Linked DNA regions of Capra hircus: region 2 is linked to region 1. A link is a contact called in public Hi-C data. All regions are on one chromosome and are shown on one strand. The core of a region is the stretch at or near the end of the contact, and the rest is flanking DNA. Distances in the headings are between cores, read along the strand shown. Region 1 overlaps PCNX1 (pecanex-like protein 1). Region 2 holds the start of PCNX1 (pecanex-like protein 1).

The links. A called contact is a pair of places that touch in the nucleus more often than the background predicts.
Region 2: a Hi-C map of blood shows a contact between it and region 1, with 2.5 times the contacts expected there. The contact joins the promoter of PCNX1 here to the enhancer-like site in region 1. A contact is called at or near these places in 2 of 5 Hi-C or Micro-C datasets (blood and liver).

The regions. Positions count from the first base shown.
Region 1 is chr10:20,517,007-20,519,828 of ARS1.2, reverse strand. The region is part of intron 5 of PCNX1 (pecanex-like protein 1); the gene reads left to right. Among named protein-coding and RNA genes, the nearest start is that of PCNX1, 52 kb to the left of the region's middle. Within about 2 kb of position 1,343, at least 1 of the 5 cell types and tissues checked has an H3K27ac peak or open chromatin away from gene starts, as enhancers often do.
Region 2 is chr10:20,569,509-20,572,330 of ARS1.2, reverse strand. It overlaps PCNX1 (pecanex-like protein 1), which reads left to right and starts at 1,465. Exons shown (of 36, transcript XM_018054011.1): 1 at 1,465-1,978. The coding sequence starts at 1,826.

The DNA.
Region 1 (2,822 bases), core at 94-2,593:
CTGAAAAGGAGCAGATTTAGAAGTGGGGAGAGCATGGTGAAGGGCATGAGAAGGGGTTCATTTAGGGCATATCAGGTATGAGTTGCTGTAGGACCTCTAAACAACAGTAGTTAGTAGATAATTAGATAGGCTTGGATTTTAGATAAGAAATCTGGGTTGAGGTTTTAAGTTTAGGAGTTTTCAGTATATAAATTAAAAAAAAAAGATTCAGTTATGTCAGACGTGGGGTTGGGTTAGTATGAAGTTCATGAACTAGCAGGGAATGCCTGTATCGTTAGCTGGGCCTGGAGTTCAGGCAGCCTGGTTCCCTGACCCAGATCCCTGTAGGTCTGGGCTGCGGTTTGGCACCACCTAGTGGCTGTTGTTCATTCTGGCTTAATAGCTGAGACTCTGCTGGCTCTCTGGCTGCTTTGGATTTACAGGACAGTGACCTTTAGTTATTTGGTTAGCAGTTAGTTGACTAGTTGGCACTCATTCTATCACCCTGATTCAGGATGATTGGGAGAAAACTGAGGTTGTGGGCATGTGTCAGGTATGTTTTCTAAGAAGGGATTATCTGCAGTTTCCCTCCTTAGCTTCATTCATGTCTTCCCTACCCAAGATCAGAACTCTAGTCCATCCCTGTGTGAGTACTGAGGCTGGGTAGAAGACAGAGAAACTAATTACAAGGTATTTCTGAATTTTAGTTATTTCGGGGCCAGAATATTAGATGAGATGTATGAGAGAGAGAGAGTATAGGTAGAAAAATGAAGGAGTTCCAACAGTCGAGCTCTGAGCCACTGCAGTCTAATAAATCCAGGAGACTGAATTGGAGCAACTGGTGAGGCAGAGGGGCACATCCCCACATCTCAGGGAGAGTGGTCAGCTTTGTCAGAGGTTGCTGGTAGGCCAAGTTATATGAGACTGAGACTTGACCGTTGAACTCCACAGCACAGAGGATGTTGGTGAGCTTGATAGCTTCTTAATGGGGTGGGAGTAGAATACATGTCAGAGGAGAATAACTGAAAACAGTGACTATAGACTACTTTTTGGTGAATGTCATCGGCGGTTGTTATAAAACTCCTTAAAACAAAAAACTATGAAAACATGCCATAAAAAGGTTGAGTAGATGATATTGTCTTAATAGTAACACCATGCAGGTACTAAAACGCATTTAAAGAGTACACAATAATATGAGAAAATATCTGAAGTGAAAAGATGGCGCTGTATAGAACCATGACTGGGCTCCCCTAGTGGCTCAGTGGTGAAGAGTCTGCCTGCCAGTGCGGGAGACACGGGTCCAGTCCCCGATTCAGGAGGATCCTGCACGCCTCGGGGTGGCTAAGCTCACGCGCCACAGCTGGTGAGCCTGTGCTCTGGGACCTGGGAGCTGCAACCACTAAGCCCACATACGGCCGCGGCTGAGGCCCATGAGCCCTGGAGCCCGTCTCTGCAACGAGAGAAGCCGCCGCATGAGAAGCCCACACATTGCAACTGGGGAATGGCCCCACTCGCCACAACTGGAGAAAGGCCCGCCCGGCAGCAAAGATCCAGCAGAGCCCAAAAGCTATTTGTAAATAAAATGATTTTAAAAAATAGGGTTCCAATCTGTAAGCGTGTAAGAGAACACTAAGGGTATGTGTGCATATGTTCGCAAGAATGTTAAAAGTAATATACCGTATTTAGCCATAAAAGAGAATAAAGTCCTGATTCATAATATAGCATGCAAAGTGAAAGAAGTCAGATACAAAAAGTCACATTGGAACATTATATAGTTCCATTTACATGAAATGTGCAGAATAGGCAAGTGCATAGGGACAGGAGTGGTTGCCAGAGGCTGAAGAAGGAAATGAGTGTAATGGGTATACGTTTCTTTTTGGGATGATGCAAAGATTCTAGAATTAGACAGTGGTCATGAGTGCCCAAATCTGTGAATATACTAAAAACCACTGAATTTTATTCTTAAAAGGGTGAGTTTTATGACATGTAAATTATACCACAATAAAAAGGAAAAAAGTGACACACCAAAAAGTATTAACAGTTATCTCAGTGGCAGAAATGTAAATCATTTTCTTCCTCATACTTAACTGGATTTTATAGAATTAACATTTTACTTTTATAAACAAAAATCATAACTTCCTTCTCTCTTCTAGATCATCCTCAGCAATTATAAAAAACAAACTACTTTATTTCTCTTACATTCCTGAAAAATCCACCTCTCTTCCTTTATCCTCACCTCCTCTGTTACCTGTCACCTTGTATCCCTGGTGTCCTTGACATGAATAATCTTTTCCAGAACCTTGTACAAATACCTGATTTTATCTTTTAGCAGGAATTTCTCGAAGTAGATTATTGATCAAAGGGTAGGTATGCTTTTTGAAGGTTTTTGGTTACCTTGCCAGATTTCTTTGTAGAAGGTTGGTTGCACCAGTTTGCACACCATGAATAGTGTGTTAGATGCCTTTCTTAATCTGAATACTACTAGTAGCAATCACTGGAAAAAACCTTAATTGGGTGAAAAATAGTATCTCTCTGGGTTGATTTGATCCTGTCTCTGACAGTATTGCTACCAGGAAGAAAAAAATGTCTTAAGAAAGCATGTTTACTTAAAATTTCCTAAAACCACCTAAAATTCTTCCTGACAGAGTCAAATTTACTATGATATGTTTATTTAGCAACACTGAAGAAACCAAATGCATTAAATTAAATTTGGCTATGTCTTTTAAAATGAAAAACTTAAATTTCTGCTTCATTAATGTGTTGGGAGTTGGTATTTTTTTAAAGTCTATTGTATATTAGAATTAGTGATTTTCAACTACTTGCTCAGTTAAGTTTTTGTTTTA
Region 2 (2,822 bases), core at 216-2,715, 52 kb before region 1:
GTCTCACACCCAGAGTTTCTCTGGAATGATGCCTGAGAATCTGCATTTCTAACACGTTCTCAGGCAATGTTGACACACCTGGTCCTGGGATGACACTTTGGAAACAACCGGTTATATGCTTAAATGGGCCCCAGGTGACCTGAAGCAGAGCAGTTATTGATTAGTTCAAACTCTTATCTGAGTGTATAAGGTGGAGAGTACTGAAAAATAAACTTCCAAAGTTCAGTCCATGCAGTTAGGATGACTGCTGGTGCCAGAGGTCTTTTCAATCCCATCAGAAACTCGGACAATCACTTAGTTTCTTTGAGCTTGTGTTTCCTAACCCATAAAATAAGGGTAGCCTCTATGCTGCCCTTACAGGAGTATTGTGAAGGTCAAATGAAATGGGTGTGGGAATGTGTTAACAGGAAAGCTGTATGACTCTGGAGACACTGCAATGGTTTTTCAATCTTCTTAAAACGTCAGCCCCTGTTTCTTTGGACTGTCTTGCTTTTCTCATTAATTACAGTAACTTTATTCCAGGAGTAGAGAGTACTTTTATTGCTATTATAAACTCAAACTTTTTTTTAAAATCTCGTTCAATGAGATCAGACACGCCTTACAAACGTTACTCAGAGCCAAGAATGATTCCCATTCTTTACAGTTATAAAAAGAAAAATACAAGACCCTATTGTGACTTGAGGTGGAGTCAGTTAATCTTTCAATCCTGTTTAAACTGGCCCATTAAAAAAAAAAACACCAAAAAACTGCTACAAGTCACAGCACGTTATAAAAATAAAATCACCGTATACAATGCTCAACCTCTCCACCCTATGCTTTCACATCTTTTGCAGCTTCTATTAATTCATCTGTCGTGGGAAGTAGTAAATCTGTTCAGTCCTGGCCGTGGCTATTTTTCTCAGTCAAGGGCCTCTAGCTCGCTTTATGGGCCAACACAGTTCTTGCTCAAATCGGGCGGTTTGTCGTTTTCAACCGTCATCAGCTGTACCTAATTCTTTTGGGCCTTCCATGAGTAGCTCAGATATGAGCCTCTTGTTCCTTAGGTCTTTCCTAAATATCATGAGACGTCAGCTAGGATGTTAACCAGGTTCTAAGGACAACGTTTCGGGGGTAAAAGACCCGCTTCCTAGAGTGTGAGGAACGTGCCAGGTTCGGGCACCAGGAGCGCACTGGGGGTCTGCCACAGCAGGGACTCGCGGTCCCCGGAACCTCGGCAGCCCCCGCCCCCGGCCCGGGCCCGCGACTGCGCGCGCTGCCCCCGGGCGCCGGCAGGAGGCGCCCCCGGCGGCCGAGGCGCTGCGCGCACCCGTGGGGACAGCCCAAGGGGCGGAGGGAGAGGAGAGGAGGAGCTGGAGGGGGGCGCGGCTTGCTCCCGGTCCCTCCCGGGCGCCGGGCCTCCTTCTCCGCCGGGCCCAGGGCTGGCGGCCGGCGGGGGTCGCGGCGGCGGCGGCGGCGGCGGCGGCGGCGGCGGCGGCAGCAGCGGCGGCACTGGCTGGCCGCCGTCGGCGGGGGCCTGGCTCCGGCTCCGGGTGTGAGGAGACAAGATGGCGGCGGCGCTGTGGAGGCCGGTCTCCTCCTCTTCTCCGCTCTCCTCCGCCCCGCCGCTCGCCGCCTCCTCCTCGGTCTCCTCCTCCTCGTTCGCTGCCTCCTCCTCCTCCTGCTGCTGCAGCAGCCCTAGCGACCGCCGAAGCGCCGGCCGGCTCTCCCGGAGCTCCGGAGGGGGATAGACGGGGCAGCTGCGGGCTCCGGCGACCCGGAGGCAGAGCTGGGGCCGGGGCGGGGACGGCGGCGGGGACGGCGGCGGCGGCGGCGGCGCCGGGTGGGGATGGGGTCGCAGACGCTGCAGATCCTCCGGCAGGGGGTGTGGGCCGCGCTCAGCGGGGGCTGGTACTACGACCCGCACCAGGCCACCTTCGTGAACGCGCTGCACCTCTACCTGTGGCTCTTTCTTCTCGGCCTGCCCTTCACCCTCTACATGGTGAGTGTGTGGGGGCGGGGAGGAGGGTGGCTCCTTCCCCTCCTGGCGGGCCGGGTTTCCCGAGTCCGGCGGGCGGTCGCGCCTCCCTGGCCCCGGGCCGGGTGTGTGTGTGTGCGCCCTCTTCCCCTCTCCGGCGCGCGCCCCCCCGCCATCCCGCGCCCCTGGGGGCCCGCCGCCCGGCTCCCGCTCCAGTGCGCCCCCTCCCCCGCTCCCCTCCCTGGAGGGCTTCCCCCTGTTCAGCGAGCACAGGAAAAGCGGATCGGCAGCGGCCCCCACCTCCCGCCCCCGGGCGCCCAGCCCGTTTACTGGGAGATAGTAGCTGCCTAGGCCCCCTTCTTCGGGGTTCGGCTGGGCTGGGAGGGGGTCCTGATCCTGCCTTCTCCAGCCTTTCCACCCCGCGGGTAAAGCCCCCAAGTACGGTCGTGGGCGCCCAGCCTTCTGCTCCGGAGGGCCGCTGCGTCCATCCCTGGGCACGCGCGTGCTTATTTGCGCTCCGCGCCGGACAACACCCCCCCCATCCCGGGCACTCCCTTCCCCTCGAGGCGTTCTCGCCTCTCCTCTCCGAGGAGGACCCTCGCTCCAGCGTGTCCGCGTGCGGAGCCCTCGGAGCGGGGTGGGGGGAGAGAATGTGTGCCGCTCCGTGTGGAATGCATCTGTGGGGCGCCCGGGCTCCTCTCAACTCGCTTCGACGTGGTGGTTGAAAATCTGGCTCTCACCCTTCCTGCCTCGCAGAATCCCGTTTTTGCTTACCATTGGTTCTTTTCTGTTCAGCTCCGTGGTCAGTGGTGGTTATTTCCAGGCCAGCTTTCGGGGGAGGGAGCGGGGGAGATACGGGGACTCTGGC